4 separate regions of the Mus musculus genome follow, and all the other regions are linked to region 2. A link is a contact called in public ChIA-PET, Micro-C and promoter capture Hi-C data. All regions are on one chromosome and are shown on one strand. Each heading gives the region's core, a stretch centred on a gene start, on an enhancer-like site or on the middle of the called end of the contact. The rest is flanking DNA. Distances are from core to core; before and after follow the strand shown.

Evidence for each region. Promoter capture Hi-C pulls out the DNA fragments that hold promoters and counts their contacts. A called contact is a pair of places that touch in the nucleus more often than the background predicts. ChIA-PET counts read pairs in DNA pulled down with a chosen protein or histone mark.
Region 1: a contact with region 2 is called in a Micro-C map of embryonic stem cells, with 2.3 times the contacts expected there. The contact joins the promoter of Susd2 here to the promoter of Specc1l in region 2. A contact is called at or near these places in 1 of 39 promoter capture datasets (pre-B cells) and 1 of 484 Hi-C or Micro-C datasets (embryonic stem cells).
Region 3: a contact with region 2 is called in a promoter capture Hi-C map of pre-B cells, with 5 times the contacts expected there. The contact joins the promoter of Ggt5 here to the promoter of Specc1l in region 2. A contact is called at or near these places in 5 of 39 promoter capture datasets (the C10 cell line, hippocampal neurons, neutrophils and 2 more), 1 of 484 Hi-C or Micro-C datasets (CD8 T cells) and 1 of 115 datasets of contacts at active chromatin or transcription factors (memory CD8 T cells).
Region 4: an RNA polymerase II ChIA-PET map of effector CD8 T cells shows a contact between it and region 2, with 6 read pairs. The contact joins the enhancer-like site here to the promoter of Specc1l in region 2. A contact is called at or near these places in 18 of 39 promoter capture datasets (3T3-L1-derived adipocytes, the C10 cell line, the HPC-7 cell line and 14 more) and 4 of 115 datasets of contacts at active chromatin or transcription factors (CD8 T cells, bone marrow-derived macrophages, effector CD8 T cells and 1 more).

What each region holds. Positions count from the first base shown.
Region 1 is chr10:75,642,365-75,647,149 of GRCm38.p6, reverse strand. It overlaps Susd2 (sushi domain containing 2), which reads left to right and starts at 3,142. Exons shown (of 15, transcript NM_027890.5): 1 at 3,142-3,276; 2 at 4,480-4,687. The coding sequence starts at 3,207. It overlaps Cabin1 (calcineurin binding protein 1), which reads left to right. Exons shown (of 37, transcript NM_172549.3): 36 at 49-275; 37 at 463-1,040. The coding sequence ends at 606.
Region 2 is chr10:75,210,022-75,215,129 of GRCm38.p6, reverse strand. Specc1l (sperm antigen with calponin homology and coiled-coil domains 1-like) reads right to left here and starts at 3,057. Exons shown (of 16, transcript NM_153406.3): 1 at 2,911-3,057.
Region 3 is chr10:75,586,912-75,592,121 of GRCm38.p6, reverse strand. Ggt5 (gamma-glutamyltransferase 5) reads right to left here and starts at 2,741. Exons shown (of 12, transcript NM_011820.5): 1 at 2,240-2,741. The coding sequence starts at 2,412.
Region 4 is chr10:75,533,911-75,538,865 of GRCm38.p6, reverse strand. Snrpd3 (small nuclear ribonucleoprotein D3) reads right to left here. Exons shown (of 4, transcript NM_026095.4): 4 at 3,426-3,605. The coding sequence ends at 3,544. Among named protein-coding and RNA genes, the nearest start is that of Snrpd3, 18 kb to the right of the region's middle. Within about 2 kb of position 2,460, at least 28 of the 459 cell types and tissues checked have an H3K27ac peak or open chromatin away from gene starts, as enhancers often do. A contact at or near this core is called in CD8 T cells and effector CD8 T cells, where this site is marked.

The DNA of each region.
Region 1 (4,785 bases), core at 1,893-4,392, 430 kb before region 2:
AGGCAGACTAAGGAGGCCAAGGGAACTTAAACTCAGGTCTCTCAACAGCCTCCAGCACTAAGGTCCCCAGCAGTGGAAGTACTCAGACGGCTGAGAGCCATCAAGGCAAAACTGAGTCCAGCAGGGCCAAATCCCGCCTCCTGCCCAACATGCCAAAGCTGGTGATCCCCTCGGCCACCACCAAGTCCCCTCCTGAGATCACCGTCACACCACCTACCCCTACCCTGCTTTCCCCCAAAGGCAGCATCTCGGAGGAGACCAAGCAGAAGCTGAAGGTGACCGTGGGCACCAGAAAGGGGGCCTGCTGCAGGGGCTCATGAAGGGGGTCTGGAAAGGGGCTTGAGTTGCTGGGAGACTTGGAAGGGCCCAGGTTACTGCGGGCCCTGGTTGAGTGTTTGGGTTAATGTCAAGAGGTTCAGAGTAAGGCCAGTCACTCCTGACCATGTCCTGCTCTGTATGCAGTCAGCCATCCTGTCTGCCCAATCCGCTGCCAATGTGAGGAAGGAGAGCCTGTGCCAGCCAGCCCTGGAGGTTCTGGAGACATCCAGCCAGGAGTCCTCACTGGAGAGCGAGACAGACGAGGATGATGACTTCATGGACGTATGAAGGAGTCCACCCAGAGGCCTGCAGCCATAGCAGGGCAACAGCAAGGCCTGGGATCCCTTTGTCCAGACCCTGGGCAAGGCCAGAAGCCTATGTGAGGTAGCGTGTCCTGTGGTCTCCTAAGCTGCCCAGCCCCCTCTTTACAGCACCCTGCCTGGGTCCAGGCTGTCCACACATTGTGTTGGTCCAGAGGAAGATAAGGCCTGTCTTAGGCACGTACGTGCACTGGCTGTGTTTTGCGCAGTAGGGATGGCACTTCTTTTTGTAATGAAATACTGACTTTCTTTCCAAGCCCATGTCCGGCTGATCAGGCCCACAGCCGAGTGCCCAGGGAGGCCAGCTTGGGTTCTGGTAGAGACATTATCAGGAGCCCAGCTCACCCCACACCCTTTTTTTGTCATTGTTGCTTCTTTTTCTAATAAAGGTGGAAAATAGTCTCTGCCTCTTTGCTCATCCTGGGGGATATTCGCTGTGCAGGGATTCCTATGCAGAATCCCTGGGAAAGGACGGAAATGTCTGAGAGGACATTGGGTTTCCAAGAGCTCCGGTACTGTAAGTGGGAAGTCCCAAAGAAAGCAGAGCTAGGTGATGCCGGGGAGTTAGCCGCAGGGCACCACGGGAAAGAGCAGCCCAAGAGGGAGCCTTACTGCATCATAGTTCCTCCCAGACACTACACTAGAGTGGTGACCAGGACAGAACACATGTGAGCTGCTGGCTTAAAAGATTGAGGCGCTGGAGAGTTGGCTCAGTCCTTAAGAGCACTCGATGCTCTGATTCCTGCATGCATGCACGCACGCACTGCAGTCCACACCCAGCTCTCAACTCCAGTTCCAAAAGAGCCAATGTTCTCTTCTGGCCTTTGCAGGTGCTGCAACACATGTAGTGTACAGACAGTCTGCAAAATAAAAATGTAAGATTTGAGGAGAAGCCAAATTGAAGCCCTAGAAGATCATGCTATATAGCCTGGATCGGCCAGGTCAGCCCTGCCTCAGCATCCTGAGTGAGGTTAAGGCATGTGCCACAACACTTGACCAAAACTGAAACAACCCTGCCCTTCCTGGGCTCCACACCATCTATCTTGGAGATACTTAAGTCCTAGCACCTCATACCTGCCTGCCATGACTGTCACCCATAGTCAGAGCCCCATTTATCTCTCCTTGCAAACTCTGGACCAGAATGAAGACAAGTCCGAGTCCATACGCCTGTGTGCCGCCATAGACTGAGCCCTCAATGGAGAAGAATCTGTTGACTAGACCTAATAATCCAAGGCCATGGATTGGAAGCATGGCAACCCAGGATGGGTCCTTACCAGGCCAGCCATCTGGACAGCCAAGACGCTGGGGACAGCAGTCACTTAGCCATACCCCTCTGCTTACCCATGCCTCTCAGGGTAGGGAGTTACCGCAATCCTGGGCCTGGGTTGTTAGCATCGACTGCTACCACCACAGGACCTCAGTGTGCACACAAAAGCACCCATATAGAGCCCCTTGTGGCTTAGTAGATTTTCTTTCCCCTGGAAGGTGGTGACTTCTCAACCAAATCCACCTATGGGGTTGCAGGTATAATAGGGGCAGGGTTACCTTAGGGGTAGTTGGTTCCCACTCCTATACCTCGGGTCTCCTCAGATACTCGTGGGAGACACTGTCACCTCCAGCCCCGACTAGTTCTGGGTAGTCATTCTAAGTGAGAGGGGACTAGGCCCATAGAACAATAGGCTGGCTGAGACCCAGGACCAGAGGAGAATCACAGATCAGATGGCTTTGGTTCACAAGCCAGCCACCTGAGCACCTCCTCCCCTGTGAGGCTAGCCAGTGTGTCTGCATTGAAACACTACAGATCCCCTGTCCTGATGTCTAGCCCAGGTGACAATCCCTGAGTGAGAGAGAGTCCCAGCTTTGGGGTCCTTCATGAGTCACCCTAGTATCAAGGTCTCCCAGAAGCCAGTAGCTGGTCTCCACCAGGCTCCTTCCTTCTAACCCTCAACAGGATCTGTTAGCTCCCCAACTGACAACACTGGAGCTAGGCTGGCCTCAGCCCTGGGCTCCTCCGTCTCGGTAGTGACTCTAAAGCTGGCTGGCTATTCATCAGAAATGACCCAGTCTCAAGTCCATGCTATGTGCTTAAAATCCAAACAGATTAATTCTTTCTCCACCTCCGCCTGTCAGGCTGAGTGTGTGTTAGCAACACCTCCCTAGGGGAAGCAGAGGTCTAGGTCTGCCCTAAGGGGCCAGGACTTCTCCCACCCAACCAACAGAAACCTCACACACAAGACTGGACTGTGACCCCAGGGTCTGAGCTGTCTCGCCATTCCGCTTCAGGTGCCAAAGGTCTTAGCATCTGGACGCTCCAGCCCCTCATTCTCACACAGGGTCCCAAGGCTGTGATGATGCTACAAGAATGTGCTAACTAGGCACTTCGGGCTCTGCCTGTCTATCGGCACCTGTGGACTTTGAGAGGGGGCGGGGAGGGCAGGGGAGGGGAGGAGTGATGCCGCAGAACGCTGGGCGGGGTCAGGAGGCGGGGCCTGGCCAGCCAGGCAAGAGCCTGCCCTGCAAATCTCTGAGCCACTGTGCTGCCTGCTGGTTGCAGACACAGGGCACACCATGAAGCTGGCCCTCCTGCCTTGGATTTTGATGCTGCTCTCAACAATACCAGGCCCCGGGTTCACAGCAGGTATGCCCCCACTTTGTCCTTCTGACCTCCCTGTTCATCTGCCTGATCAGCCAGGCCCTAAGCAGACACCCCTCTGGGCTCAGCTGTCTATCCATCTGGCAGTCCATCTGTGACTACACTGGGGAGTACTGGGAAGAAACTGGGGGGGTGGGGGGGGCTCCTGGATCTAGACACTTCTGGTGGAGATGGGAGGTCTGAACCAAGCTCATTCTGCACTCACATAAGGGCCTGGGAGGGAATCCCGGAAGACCAGAGCCTGCAGCCCAGCCTCTGTGAAGGGTGCAATCACACAGGGAACCCCCTGCCTCTCATCTGTCCCTGTGCTGGTCCTTCTCGGCGCAACCAAGAAAGTCTAGCAGGAAGGATGAGCCTAGAGCCATGGCCTTTCCCTGAGCTGAGCTGGGAGTTAACCAGCCTGCAGTCTCCTGCTTCACACAAGTGCCACCACCCTTCTGGTACTTTATCTCATGGCATCTTGAAGCATCTTCCCACACCCCTTGCAGTCGTTAAACCTTAGCCGATAAATATTTATTGCTGCTCCGGAGTATAAGCTTAGTGAGGTGGTCTAATGGCTTAGACCGCAGCCCGGCTCCTGGTGGATCTCCATCAAGGGTCTGGGGAAGGTGTGGTCTGGCCTGGGAATTTGTACCTCACCCCAGTCTCCACTTTTCAGCTCTGGGGCTGAAGTACAGCCCTACCACAGGTCTCCACAGCCCACAGAGGAAGTGGGCTGAACAGCTAGGCCTAGACAGGATGTTCCACAGTTTCTATGGGGTATTCCCAACTACACTGTGCTGCAACCCTCACTGGAATGTCCCCTCCTATCCCCTAAAAAGGGAGTGTCCTGGCTGCCTTCTCAGAGGGTGGGGCTCTCTGAGATTCAACTGTGTCCCACCCCCAGAAAGAGATGGGACAAGCTCAACCCAGATACCATTCCCTCCCCGGCCTTCAGTAGGACTCTTGGTGACTATGTACCCTATCAGAAAGCACGGGGACCCTTTTTTAGCTGTGAGGACCCACAAAGCCACTCCATTACCTGTGCTAAAATGGAGCCCCGCCCACAGAGCCGGTGGCTTTCCACCATGCCACTTGGTAGCCATAGCAATCCCTGGTCTGTCTCATGGACGCTTCTCACAGGCTCCAGGGGAAACGGGCCCTGTTGGTCAGGCAGCTGACCCTGGGACACGGGGCTTTCTTCTCCAGGTGCCCAGGGAAGCTGTTCCCTGCGCTGCGGGGCACAGGATGGACTCTGTTCCTGTCACCCAACCTGCTCGGGCCTTGGCACCTGTTGTGAAGATTTTCTGGACTACTGCCTAGAGATTTTACCCTCCTCAGGGTCCATGATGGGTGGCAAAGACTTCGTGGTGCAACATTTAAAGTGGACTGACCCTACTGATGGGGTCATTTGCAGGTGGGGGGTGGGGACCTAAACAGCTAGGTCATTAGGGCTCCTACACGCTCAATCCCAAGCATAGAGTGGGGGAGCTGGAGGTAGCACCCTGGGACCGA
Region 2 (5,108 bases), core at 1,808-4,307:
AACAAGACTTTAGGCTCTTTACTTCTAAACTCACAGTAAATATGCTCTCTTGTATTTACATTTGCAATGACCATAAATCATCATTTGGTATCACCATCATAAATGATGTTTAATCTTTTTTTAATAGAGCCTACCTACCTACATTGCTACAACTGGCCTCAAACTACTACACATAAGCAATCTTTCTCAACCTCCAATACAACTTAAACTACAAACTTGTAAAAATCATGTCTAACTAGATGCTGAAATATGAAACTTATTTATGTGTATGAGTGTTTTGCATGAATGTATATATGTACACTACATGCATGCTTGCTGCCCTATAGAAGGTGCTGGGTCCCCTGTATCTACAGTTACAGACGGTTGTGAGGCACTATGTATGTGGGTGCTGGGGACCAAACTCAGGTCCTTCATAAGAGCAACAAATGTACTTAGCTGCTAAGCCAACTCTTCAGCCCCTAGCACCAAGAAAATGAATGGTTTTTGTTTTGTTTTAGAAATGACAGTCCTTTAAATTTAATACCTTCAGTATCATCAAAACTCCCAACATTGTCCTAGTTTTTATGACATAAACACCTACTCAAATTCTTTTACCCTAGGGTATCTCAGATTTAATCATCTCAGACATACTATACAGCCTGCCTCATCACCCAAATTTTTGAGAAGGAAACTACAATATCATCGTTGGCTAAAAACTGTAGATAAGGATTCTTTAATATTGAAATAGCTCCTGAAGCTCCTCTGTGTGCAAGCACAGAATGGAGAAACAGGTCCAGAAAAGCTTACTTTCCCAAAGCCATGAGGCCAAAAAGAAAAGGAAACTCTCTCAACCCCTTACACTGTCATCATTCCTCTATCAAGGTGAGATGTCTGCAGTAATACTTTGTGCAAGCTAGACATGTGATTTAAATAGACATACAGTTATTCAGCAAGTCCTGTATATAAGAAAACTCGACCCTCATAGGAATTTTGACCTTTTTCGATACCTGAGTCATCTGAACAATGAGCTCTGTCAAGTCAGTCAGAAAGCCAATTTCTACTTCACAAGTCACATGTCAAGAAAACAAGATGTAGGTACACACCCTGAGCAAATTTCACTTTAGCTATAATTACTCTCCTCTCTGCATCTGACACTGATATTTTGAATGATACAAAGACACCTTCATACTGCTTTTCTATGGTACAAAAAAAAAAATCACTTTCTTGCTGAAAATGTCAAGAAGATTCCTACATACCTGGGATATACACAGACAAGCATACAAAGCATTCTCAAGCTATCTAAAATTTCAAAAGGTTAGGACACTATTTGGTGTACACTAGATCCAAAGGGAAAATGAGACATTTTTAAAAGGGGGAAAAAGGGAAGGGGGCATCAGCTCTTTCTCAATAGGAAAGAAAATGTAACGAGACCAACATACTTTTTTCTCCATATCCCCTTCTATATTGGTTGGATATTTTGAGACATTACTTCAATTTTTATCAAGCTGGGGAGTAGATATAGCTTAGCTATAAAACACTTATCTAGCCATATTCCATGCCCTTAATACCAAAGATGGGAGAGTGAAGTTATCCATATACGACTCAACCCTCAAGTACACTTCCATCGTCAATTGCTTATATTATCCCAGTACAAGGAAAGGACAAGAGAAAAAAAAAAAAAAGAGTCTGTACAGAATTCAGCACAGGCGTATTGCTTTTCAAACTCTTTCCATTCCTGACATATTGAAAGAGGACCAACCGAACGGTGCCTTTAATGCCTATGCAACAACGCTGGTGCCTCATTCCAAACCTTTAGATAGAACTGTTGTTGCCTGTAGTCCACAGCTGATTTCACCTCAAGATTTAGCTTCCTGAATGACAAGAAGCCTTCCTGGGCTCCGCGATTTGTTTTTTGTTTTGTTTTTGTTTGTAGTTTGAGACAAGGCCTTACTCTGCAGCCCAGTTGGAGCTCATCCAGCCTTGGCCTCGGGATTACAGGTGTAGGCCAAACTTTACGATTCTCTGTCATGACAGTCAAAGGGTGCCCCCTCACCCCGCCGCACTTTAGGACTGATCTTCAAGAGAGTGAAAACAAAAACAAAAACAAAACAAAAAACAAACAACAAAAAAACCCAAAACAAAACAAAACAAAAAATCAAGGATGCCTGCATTTGAATGATCACAGAAATTTTTGTTTGGTTTTAGGCGGCTAAGCCCACCAGAAACCGATTTCTTTTCTAGTGTTCTCTGGGGTATCGCCACCATCTATCTATCTCTCTCTCTCTCTATCTCTCTCTCTCTCTCTCTCACACACACACACACACACACACACACACACACACACACACAAGCCTCTAATGAAAATGCACACACACACACACACGCCTCTAATGAAAATGCAGCATTTCTTCAACAACACACAGAAACATCCACATCCAATCTGACATAATTAGCCAAGTCTCAAGAATAAAGAACACTGCCAGCTTCCAACAGCCAGGTCCTAACACTGCAGGGCGCAGCCTTCGGGGGACCTCCGCTCCTGCTCCCCACCCTCAATGCACCAGATGGGGAGGCAACCTGTCCCAGCCCAGGGCAAGGAACTAGGATGAATGCCCGGTCTCTCCCGACACCACAGGGAACACAAGCACCAGGGTCGCACCCAGCCTCTCCGCAGGGATGAGACCCCCAGCCAGCTGGGTACCACGCCAGCCTGGGTTCCCGGGGGATCTGCGGGGCAAGCTGTGAGGTCCGCCCGGGCAGGAGACGGCGCAGGCGCGGGATGGCTGGGGATGGGGGGGGTGACGAGGGGGGACAGCGCAGGCGCGGGGCCGCCAGGGTCTGCGGGGCCGCCCGGGCCTGGCCGCGCGGGCGGCGCTGAGGAGACGAACGTGCCCGCGGCACAAGCGGAGAAGACCCTGCCCCGGCTCTTACCGCGCGGCACCGCCTCGCTCACTCGCTGGCTCCGGGCTGGGGCCGGGCGGCGAGCTCGCCCGGTGGCGCGGCCCGGTCCGTTGAGTCCGGCCTCAGGGCAACAGCCAACCCCACGGCGCCGCTCCCTCGGCCCGCCCTGTCTCCCTTGCGGCTCCCGCCCTCCGCCCGCCCCTTATCCACCGGTGCCGCCCCCTTCTACTCCCCGCGCATGTGCCGTGATCGGCGCCTCCCTGGGCTGCTACTGCGCAGGCGCCAGCTGTCACACCTCCTCTTCGCGCTGAGTTCTGGACCGCGCACGCGCTGTGCTAGTCGGCGGTGCAACTAGATAACTGCAGTCTTTTGTGCTGGAAGTGCTCCTAGTCTCTCGTTTTTCCTCCAAGGCAAATAGGTCCGCTCTGGTTGAAATGTATGTTTACAGTGTGCTGAACCCGACAGTTGAGAAAAATGCACATGCCAGGCACCCATTATGTTCCCAGCACATGAGCAACACCGGTCCCTACTCCACCCATTAAAGGGAACAAGATCACTAGCATTATAAAGTTAAAGAGTTCTATAAGCTTATGTAATTCCTGTGTAGTTTTTATTTTACTTTTTAAATTTGTAAATGGCTCTATTACTATAATAAAAGCACCATGACCAAAAGCAACCTGGGGAGGAAAGGGTTTATTTGGCTTACAACTCCCAGGTCACACACCATCACTGAGAGAAGTCAGGGCAGGAACTCAAAGGAACCTGAAGGCAGGAACTGAAGCAGAGAAGCTTTGGAGAAACACAGATTGTTGGTTTGCTCCTCATGCCTTGCTCAGCCTGCTTTCTTATATCATCCAGGATCCCCTAGGGGGTCACACCACATCCTGGTGAGCCTGGCCTCTCCCACATCAATCATTAACCAAGAAAATGCCCTATAGATTTGTATATAGGCAATCTAACAAAGACATTTTCTCAACTGAAGTTCCTCTTCCCAGATAATGGTAACTTAGATCAAACTGACAAGACCTAGCCGGAACATTATTCTTTGATGTTTTCTTTTTAAGAATTTAATCTCTGATTCACTGGGCATAGTGGAACATGCTTTTAATATCAGCACTCAGGAGGCAAAGATGGATCATCTCTGTGAGTACCAGGCCAACGTGGTCTATATAGCCAATTCCAGGCCAGCCATTGCCACATGGTGAGACCCTGTCTCAAATAAATTAGCAAATAGATAAATAAATAAATAAATAAATAAATTTAAAGATTTTGTATATGGATATTTATGTATATGAGTACACCGTTGTTGTCTTCAGACACACCAGAAGAGGATGTCAGATCTCATTATACATGGTTGTGAACCACCATGTGTACACAGGTTGCTGGGAGCTGAACTCAGGAGCTCTGGAAGAAGCCAGTGCTCCTAACCATCTCTCCAGCCCCCCCCTAAATAAATAAATAAATATCTCTGAATGCATTTCTAAGAAAATTTACATGCCTCAAAATTCAAAAATCACCATTTCAACATATTCAGTACCCTACAATTCCTCACATAGTTTCCACTCCTCAATATCAATATCCCTTGACATCATTTATGAACAGAAGCAAATATTTAAATTACGATATGCACTATTTTACTACCTCAATACACAGATGGCATCACACTGTACCTCTTGATCTTTAATTCTTCCTTCTTAACCAGCAGAGCCACAATACATTAGTACATTGAGCCAAAAAAAAAAAAACAAAAACAAAACCTGGCTTTGAACCTTGGATGCATTACATAATAGTCCCTTTGCTTTCTGGTTTACCCACTACAAAACATATGCTGTTATAAATTTTTATGGAGGTCAAATAGGATTAGCACTTAAACAGGCCTTACCACGTTATCCAGAACCCTGGACTTCCATTGCGTAGCAAATATAAATAAGTGGGTATTAATTCTCCATCTGTTTAGGTATTTGTAGTTCAAAATCAACTCAACCATTTCAATCCAAATACCACCCAGGTGGTAATTTTTTGAGGCCAAAGTTGAGGTTCAAAAAGGTATGTCATGCCAGGTGGTAGTGGCTCACACCTTTAATCCCAGCACTTGGGAGGCAGAGGAAGGCGGATTTCTGAGTTCGAGGCCAGCCTGGTCTACCAAGTGAGTTCCAGGACAGCCAGGGCTACACAGAGAAACCCTGTCTCAAAAAAAAAAAAAAAAAAAAAAAAAAAAAAAAAAAAAA
Region 3 (5,210 bases), core at 1,492-3,991, 380 kb before region 2:
ACCCCAAAGCAGCCTTACCTTCTATGATTTTGGTAAATAAGGGTGTGGCCATTAAGTACCTAGGGTTGGGCACACTGGTGTCCCAGGGGAGAGGTGAGGGACTTTAGAAAGACTGACCCTTCCACAGCGTTCCCATCCTGGCAAGAACAGCAGCAGCAACAGTAGGGGGGAATACCAGTAGCACCAAGACTTCCCACAGTGACACTGGCCAGGTTCTTCCCCCGGGCAGACAGCCTAAGTCGAATGAAAAGCTCTTGGCCAGGAGACACACAACAGCACCTTCCTGAAGGCCTAGTCTGGCTATGGTCACCAAGCACTCTCTTACGGTAAGCAGCTGGGTCCATAGGTTCCCTCCCACCCTTGACTTCTTAAAACAAGAACAGGAAGCAAGAAGAGTTTAACAAAACACTGTGGGGGAACCCACATCCGCTTTCCACCAGGGGAAGCTTGAGAGTTTAGAGTGCAGGCTCTTAGCACCAACCACAGCCTGGGCCTCGCAGACCAATGCTCCCTGTTCAGAGAGCCTTCTCACAGATAGTAGAAGCACGCCCCTTTGTTCACAGAGGCTGCTCTTCTGGCTGGTTTTCTGTGGGGCCTGAGCGTGCACACATACCCCACCTCAGTTACAATTTTGTATTCTAGAAGGATTAAATAGATGCTGCATCTCATGGAGACAGAGCAACTGTTGGTCTTAACTCTTGAGTCCCTTGGGAGCGCCATGTGACGTAGAAAGGACTGTCCCTACTGATCCGGGCTGCTATTCCCATGGAGTTCCAAGTTAAATGTAGATGTGAATCCTCCAGGAAGTCTGGGAACTCAGAGGACCAGGTTAGCAGGGTTGCGGGCTACTGTGAGCGAGGGAGGTGGAAGAGAATGGGTAGACAGATGGAATAAGGGAGGCGGGAAGGAAGGCAGGACAAACAGAAGGAAGGACAGAAGGAAGGAAAGACAGACAGAAGGAAGGACAGACAGAAGGAAGGAAGGATGGACAGAAGGAAGGAAGGATAGACAGAAGGAAGGATGGAAGGAAAAACAGATGAACAGACAGACAGAAAGAAGGATGGACAGAAGGAAGGAAGGAAGGAAGGAAGGACAGATGGTTTGAAGGACAAACAGACAAAGGACAGATGGAAGGATGGACAGAAGGAAGAAAGGATGTAAGGAAGGAAGAAGGAAGGACAGACAGACAGAAGGTACATTCAATAACAGTCAAAAAAAAGCATAACAGCATGGTATTTTGGGCCAGGACCACCACTCTGCCTGCTGCAGGACCCAGCCTTGGGTTTACAAAGCACTTGAACCCTGACAGTGGGCTACCAGGCAGATATTCTGGGAAGGAGACCCAGATGACCAGAAAAAAGGAGAGGCTTGTCCAGGTTTCAGGGCCCCAGTGGGAGGCAGGGGACCAGGAGTGACTTCTTGCCTCAGGGTAATCCTGTGGCAGCATGGTGGGTAGCATAGGCTTCCCATGGGCTGGGTTTCCTGGAAGGTCAGGAAACAACCACTGTAGCTTCTCTCTGCCTCTCTCTCTGCCTCTCTCTCTGTCTGTCTCTCTGCCTCTCTCTCTGCCTCTCTCTCTGCCTCTCTCTCTGTCTGTCTCTCTGTCTATCTCTCTGTCTGTCTCTCTCTCCCCACTCTTCCTCTCTCTGTCTCTCTGTCTCTGTCTCTCTGTCTCTGCCTCTCTTTCTCTCTGTGTCTGTGTCTGTCTCTGTCTGTCTCTCTCCCTCCTTCCCAGCCTCCACATCAGTCACTCCACTCACCAAGGCCAGACCCTGCCACAGAGAGGGAGGTCCTGACAGCTGTAACGTGCTTTCTTATACTGGCCCTGGGACCTCCCTCTCTCTGTGGCAGGGCAGACCAATGTATGGAACCCTGAAGCCCGTTGCCCAGGTTTCTGAAAAAGGTCCAGTCTTGGTCAGAACCAGCAGGCACAAAGTCACAGGTCTCATCCAGTCTGCCTTTCCAACCAGCACTGTATAGCCGATCTTCAATAATAGACTCACACCATCTTTGCAATGCTGTCCAGAGTCCCCATCTTCCCTATGGACACACATACACCATTCTGTGCAAGGGCCCTGGGACTGTTGTAGGAAGCCAAACCACACATGGCCTTTACCCCACCGCAAGCACAGCCGGCACTCGCGTGTCCCTCTTCACACCCCCACCACAGTTACACAGTCTCCAGGCACAACCCGCTAGCTGCCAAGGGCCACTGAGCTCACACCCACTTTTTACTCACCGTCCAATATCCGAGCAGATCTTGGAGTCAGCCGCTACCGCAGCACGCGTGAAGGCACCGGGACCACAAGAGGCTTGACGAGGAGAAAGGACCGCAGCCAACACAACGATAACCAGACCTAGACCTACACCCAGCAGGACCAGGCAGACCGTGGCCCTGTGACCCCAAGCCATGGCTCAGTGGCCCAGGGACAGAGAGGGAGGCAACTGGACACACAGGGCAGTGGACAGACAGAGACAGACAAACTGACTGACAAACTGAAGGGAAAAGAAGCTACACAGGGTGATCTCAGGCTATTGGACAGAGGGGAAAGATCGATGGGTCAAGACAGACAGCCACACAGGCCAGACAACTGGACAGAAAGGATGACGGACAGCCTTACAGATAGGTGGCCAGGCAGGTTACAGAGGAGAAACAGGAAGCCAGCCAGCCTGGGTTTATGGATAGACAGACGGCAGGCTGTGGCCAGGCTGCTGCTACACTCTCCTCCAGAGGCAGAACTAGCCACAGGTCTGAACTTGCAGTTTTCAGCTCCCGAGGCTCAACCCTGGAGGCAAGCCAGGCATCTACAGGGAGTTTTTTTTTTCTTGAGAAGAGCCAGCTGCCGCTGTTAACTCTTCCATCGCCAGTTGATCCCATGGCCTGCCCTGCTGCCCCAACACCACCCAAAGACTCCTCAGTCCCAGTGCCATTGGAAATGTGATGCTTGATGCACCCAGGGGAACTGGGACATGGAACTCAGGGAACCTCTCTCACTGTTTTCCTGCCTCCCAACAGCTCAGGGTCAGGGTGTCTCCTGCAGGGTGAAACTCCATTCCCCAGCTTCCACTCCCAACTGGTTCCACCCAGGCAGCCTCTCAATGCAATCACCCAGCTGGTACAGAGATGGGGCTGAAGGTAGACCAAGGTAGCCACTCAGGACCGTGCTGTTTTAATTTTTAAAATTTTTATAGAAATGAATCTTTTAAAATATTTTAAAGATTTATTTATTTATTTATTTATTTATTTATTTATTATATGTAAGTACACTGTAGCTGTCTTCAGACACACCAGAAGAGGGCATCAGATCTCATTACAGATGGTTGTGAGCCACCATGTGGTTGCTGGGATTTAGAGTCAGGACCTCAGGAAGAGCAGTCAGTGCTTTTAACTGCTGAGCCAGCTCTCCAGCCTCGTCGGGACCGTTTTATTACAGCCTGGCACAGCCTCATCCAAACATCTGAGCATGGGGTGGGAAGGGAGTGGGCAGGCAGGCCAGATGTCCAGTGCCCTGACACCCAGTGCTGCTGACACACAGTGCTGGGACATAGTGACCCATAAACTCAACCTTAGACCTCTAAAGGACGAGGCTGCCCTGCTCAAGTGCCCTCCCTTTTTCTGCAGCTCAGAGGCCCACTTGCTGAGTCCAGAAGAACTCAGGGCTATTTCTGTGCTGGTGAGCCTCCTCCTCTGGGAGCCTGGCTTGGGTCCTATCTTTCCATGATCTCAGGATGTTCCAGTGGGAGGCAGCTGGAGCAGTGAGGACCCACCAATGTGCTCTCGTGATCAGAATTAATACATGTGCAGGGCAGAAGAGCTCTTGGTTTCAGGCCTTCCCATCATTCCTCACTCTCTTTCCACTGAGCATGCCCCCCGCCCCCATCTTCGTACCCCCCGGCTTGGCAATGCCAAAAAAAAAAAAAAAAAAAAAAAAAAGAGGCCCAGAGAGGGAATGCCCGCACTGGCCACCCATCCTGTTAAGTGTCACACCCAGAGTCCCTGCTAAGCCTGGACAAGGGAGGCTGTTTCCTGTAAGCCTGTTCCCACATCTTCCTAGAGGAAGAGGGGAGTGTCTGTGGGAGTCTTCCCCATCCCAGTTGTCCCCAACACTACAATGTCATGTCATTGCTCAACCAGGAACCAAAGCACATTCTTGAATGTAGGCCAGTCCACTCACGGGCCACTGTCCCCTAAGGCCAAAGCAGTATGGGGGGAACAAGCAGACACAAGGGTAGGTTATCTTCCCCTCCTGGTCCCTGGCTGGGACATCCTGGTCAGGCGCAGACCAGAGTTCAGAGGCAGTTCTACGGATTCTCAAGGCTTGCTATCATACTGGACTTGGCTGGGAAGGCCAGGTCTGGTGGCTCCAAAGGCCCTTATCCAGGAAGTAACATGGAAAGGCACTAGAAAGGGGATGGTCACTCAAGTCCCCAAGTCTCCAAAGAAGCTCTGGGCTATACGCAGTGGGTCTGGGAGAGCGCGGTACACTTCAAGCACCCTGGGTCCATGGAAATCTCCGGCCAGTCCAGTGGGGCATGAAACACTGATATACCATATCTTAATATATTGGCCTAGGGAATCCTGCCTTCTCCCCTTCAAATATGGATTGAGGAATGGCTGGCACCCCCCCCTTCAGCCCAGCTTCTGTGTTCCCCAAGGAGCCCCAGAGATAGAGAGCTTTAGAGCTCAGACATGGAGCACACCTACAGGAAAACCCTGCTTTCCCATGGGCAGGTTGGAAACACCAGGACTTCTAGCCTCCTGGGACCCTCCTCCAGCCACTGGGTCCCTTCCCTCAGGGACCCCCAACTTGTGCTCACTTTAAGGGGCAATATTTAGCTCCTAGGCTGTGACTACCCCGGTGGCTCACTTCTACATTGTCTCCAAGTGTCTCTTTACCTCGTGGTCACAGCTGTGAGTTCTATAGACCTTGACACAGCATGAGGGGCTGCCCTTAAAGAGTGTGTTGGCTAGTTTTATATCAACTTGACACAAACTAGAGTCATCAGAGAGGGAGCCTCAACTGAGAAAATACCTCCATAAGATCTAGCTGTGGGCAAGCCTGCAGGACAGTTTTTAAATTAGTGATGGATGGAGGAGGGTTTAGCCTATTGTGGGTGGCGCCATCCCTGGGCTGAAGGTCCTGGGTTCTATAAGAAAGAAGGCTGAACAAGCCATGAGGAGCAAGTCGCACTCTTCCATGGCCCCTGTA
Region 4 (4,955 bases), core at 1,211-3,710, 320 kb before region 2:
ACCCTTCAGAGAGCCTGGCTTCTTCAGGCTTTTATTTCTTAGCTTTGATTCTTCATAACAGGAGGTTCCAGGGAGGCTCAGTCCTTGCTTTATGGTGCAAAGGGTGGAATCTCTTTGTAAAACGTAAGCTGGACAGTGGGTAACTCCCCTATTTATTAGGAATTAATTTCCTTCAGTATCAGAGGCCTGAAATTTTGAAAACTAATTTCATGTATTGTCTGCTTTCTTTTCAGGGACATTTGTAAATCTAATTACGTTCTTTTGCTTTGGCCACTAGCAGAAAACAAAATCCTATGCTTAATTTAAATATGGAATATTCAGCAAAAAACTGTTCATGCTGGGATAGTTGGTACCACAGGTGGAGTCTAAACTTTGCTGTATATAAGAAAACAGTAGTTGAGATCAGAACCAATGTTACATGTTGTCTTTGGGGTGGGGGGGACGGACTAGTTACTGGTGCTATGGTGTCAGCTTTCATTCTTTAAAAAAAAAAAAAAAAAAAAAAACGTATTTTTAGCCAGGCAGTGATGGTGCACACTTCTAATCCCAGAACTTAGGCAGCAGAGGCAGGTAGATCTCTGTGAGTTCGAGGCCAGCCTGATCTACTACAGAGTGAATTCTAGGACAGGCAGGATTACACAGAGAAACCGTCTTTTTTTTTTTTTTTTTTTTTTTTCTTTTTCGAGGCAGGGTTTCTCTGTATAGCCCTGGATGTTCTGGAACTCACTCTGTAGACCAGGCTGGCCTCGAACTCAGAAAACCCACCTGCCTCTGCCTCCCGAGTGCTGAGATTAAAGGCTTGTGCCACCACTGCCCGGCAAAACCCTGTCTTGAAAAATCAAAACCAAACCAAACAAACCAATAACCAAAAACTTATATAAAAAAATCAGTTACCTCAAGCTCACAGAGAGATCTGCCTGCCTCTGGCTTGCAAGTGCAATTAAAGGTATGGACCATCATATCTAGCCTTGTCATGCCCTTAGGTTCGGGAATGGAACAACTCAAAAGGCTTAGAAGAAAGTCCTGAAACTGATCAGACTCAACATGCTTCTTACCCCCCCCCCCCCCCCCGAAACACACTACACGTAGGCAAGCTGAGTTGCCTGGAAGAGGCTCAGACCAGTCCATGCGAGCTGTCTAGAAAGGACAGTCTCCCATCTGTTGTGCTCTCTGCAGGTCATGCTGTGCACTCCAGGTTTTCAGGTCTATGTCAGAACCCATGCTGGGTTAAGTTTTGGTGATACACTTGTCATTTTCTGCTCCTGTAGGTAACCCTCCACCCATATTCTTATAAATACTCCTAATTCAATTTATTGGTTCACCAAGTTGGATTCTGGTAATATCTGTACTTGGACCTGTCTTTGTTTTGCTACCTGGGACAAGTAGTTGTTTGGTCCTGTCTCCCTACTGAACACATCATTCAATTGGATGGAGTGCAGGTTCTAACTTAAAATTCAGATAGGCAGTCTTGGAATAATCAAACAAACTTTTCATGCACCATTTATTAATACAATAAAATAAACCAAACAGAAAGAACCTACACTGAAAACAGGAGTTGAGCTGAGGAAGGGGATGGCAAGAACTTGGGGTGACAACAGCAGGGTAAACCAGTTCAGACTACAGATAAAGAACAGATAAATAGCAACAGGCTCCAAGTCTTTGATCCAGGGATATACAGGGACTAAAGCCAAGATAAAAGTCAAGATACCAGCAGGTGGCCGCACACGGGACTTACTCCCAGGGAACAGTCTTCAGCACTACTCCGTGGCTTACTAGTCATAATTTAACCAGTCATGATATAACAAGTATGGATGGCAGTGGCAGAATTACAATCAGGAAGACAGGTGCTGGGGAACACAAATGATAGTGCACAAAACTGGGACAGCAAAGGCTAAGCAGACACATTTGAAAGAAGTGATGAGCTAAAAGCTGGAGGGGGCGGGCAGAATTACTGTAAACCCTGACAACCTAAGTTTGATTCCAAAGAAGATGGGAGAGCAACTCCCAAAAGTTGTCTTCTGACTTTCACATGTGTGCTGGCAGGCATCCTCAAAAAGTGAATTAAAAAAAAAATCTAAGCATGTGTAAATATGTAAGGTGTATGTATGTATTCTGGGAGGGGAGGGGAGGAAAAGTGTCTAACCCAGGCTGGCCTGAACTCATTAAGTAGCAAGCCCTGAGCTTGGAAATCCACTTGCCTGAGTGCTGGGATTATGGTCTATACCACCATGCCCAGCCTGAAAGAAATGGTTTCCAACACATACTAGCAATCCTGTTAGAAATGAAGGCACACTCCGTCTCTTCTGCATGACATTCGACAGAGGCAGAGATGAACTCAAGCTTTGTTTTTTGGCTGGGTATAGTGGCCCACGCCCTTAACCATGGCACTCAGGAAGTCCATGCATGTGCACCCGAGTCTGAGCTACTTAGTTTACAGAGCAAGTAGGTCTATGTAAAGAGAATCTGTGTCAACCACCCCACCCCTGGCAACCCACAGCCATGGTGGAGGGTAAATGCTGGAGGGTAAGGATGTTAACATTTCACCACATAAACAGCTGGTGATGAAGCGCACATGGCCTACTGGGTGGGGCTTGACGGGTCATGCTGCAGGCTTATGCTTGCACCCAACCCTGAGACGACACATGTCAACTTGAATCAGCCCACTAAAGTTGGCATCACACTGAATGAGAAAGAAAGCTGCAGGAAAGGAGCACACCAAACTATAACCACCACCAAAGACTCCATTAGGCCAAGGCAACCACCAGAGTACTCCAAGTGCAAGAAAAAACAAAGAGGACTGAAGAGATGGCTCGGAGGTTCAGAGTACTGTTTGCTCTTCCGTCTTGAGTTCAATTCTCAGCAACCACATGGTGGCTCACAACCATCTATGATGGTGTTCTCTTTTGGTGTGCAGGCATATATGCAAGCAGAACGCTGCATACATAATAAAATAAACCTTTAAAAAATTAGTGTGCTTATCAATGCTGAGATGCTCCTAACACTGTGTGGAGCGAGTTGAATATGAGTAGCTACAGACAGGGTTCCCTCTGGAGCTGTCGAATGCTGAGACACTATGATTACTGTATTACTGATCAGAGCATGAGTCATCTTCACAGGTCAGGTTGCCTGTGTCAGGTTAGCTGGGAAAGTGCCACACTGAGTGTTCATGTAACACAGGGTTCCTCTCTTAGTTAGGCTTTTCTCCCTTCAACTAGAAAGAGGCCTGAAAAGTGCTTGCACTCTTTATCACACACTGCTGCTTGAAGAGTGCTGGCATCTCCCCAGTACATGTCCAAAGGTGTCAGATTCTAACCTGCTGCCAAAGCAAACTACAAACACGAACACACAGTTCTTATTTCCTCAAAAACAAAACAAAACAAAACAAAAAAGCCTCACACAAACCACAAAACAACCAAATTTTATTTAGCTTAACAGTTTATCAAAAGAAAATCTAAGACATATGCACATGTAATACCCCCTCCCCCCAAAACCCCTGCAATAATCAAAGAGAAGAAAGGACAACGTTCTCTTCAATGGAGAATATTATCTTCGCTTCTGGAAGATGTTCCCACGTCCCATCCCACGTCCTCTCCCTCGTGCGGCCACTGAAACAAAGAAGAAGAAGAGAGGTCAGGGGGGCTGGGATGCTCACAACAGCACCAGCTGAAGCCTGGGCATCAGTCTGGAAGAGGCCTGGAAGGCTGCCTGGACCAAATCATGCGGTGAGAAGGAAGAGGAGTGGAAGTTGGTGCTGATAACTGGTGTCATGGTGGGAGGTAGTGCCGACAGCACAGCAGTGTGAATAATAGCACAGGAATGACAAATTCTCAGAGCTATTACGGATGTATTCAATTCTGTTTGTGTGGATAAGAGGAAGGGCCATGGCATGTGACTATATACAGGACATAAGATAACCTCAAATGTTGTTCCTCACGTACCATCACTACTTTGTTTCTTTAGACAAGGTCTGTCACTGGACTGGACTTTGCCAAGTAGAATAGACTGGCTGGCTAGGAAGCCCAGGATTCTATCTTGGTCCTGTCAGTACTAGAATTACAAGCAGGTTCTACCACACATAGACTGAGCTCAGGTACACACACTGTGTGATAAGCTTGTTACCCACTGAGCTATACCAACCTGGTTCTCAATTCAGACACCTAAGTGCTAGCGTAGCATCTGTTAATTCTGGGTACTATTCTGGGTATTAGTCTTTTGAGTTTTTCTGCATGAAAAAAATGCTTAATAACAAAAACAAAATAACACTACCCATAAAGATGCACAAGACTTCCACTCTATGACCCAATGTACCTAGGAGGCTAGAAGCTCTATAGTCACTCGGGAAGTTCTGTGGACTGACAAAACGCATCTCATTCTTGTCTGTTCTTTCAGAGACTGATGGGAACTACACAACGCTCGCTGATGAGAGACGGGAGCAAGGCGCTGGGAAAGGCACAGGTGGCTCAGGGCTGTGTGCAGTCAGTGGGCCTGGGCCAACTCACTGCCCGAAGTGCACAGTAATGTGACTGGTTAAGATGGACAGTTAGCCTAACCATGACAGCAAGAGCAGCCCTCTCCGAGGCAAAGGTAACATTTTCTCTTTTTTAGCATTTTATTTGTTTGTGGTGTGTGTGTGTGTGTGTGTGTGTGTGTGTGTGTAGTGTATACGTAGAGGTCAGACAACTTCTGTTAGGCTTGTGTGACAACCGCCTTTAACACCAAGCCAACACTGGTCAAAGATTTTATTTTATTTTTATTTTTTTAGAAGTCTTAAGACAAAAGAAACCAACCAACCCCACCCCCCTCCAACCCCTAAACTATTTTGTCTTTAAGCACAGAACCTACCTCCCATATAAAACATTAACATATGCTGCTGTGGAGGACCTGGGCCTTTCACACCCTAAGATCTTTTTTCCAACACCAATGCAGTTGCTTAGGACCATGCTTTTGTGCCTAAC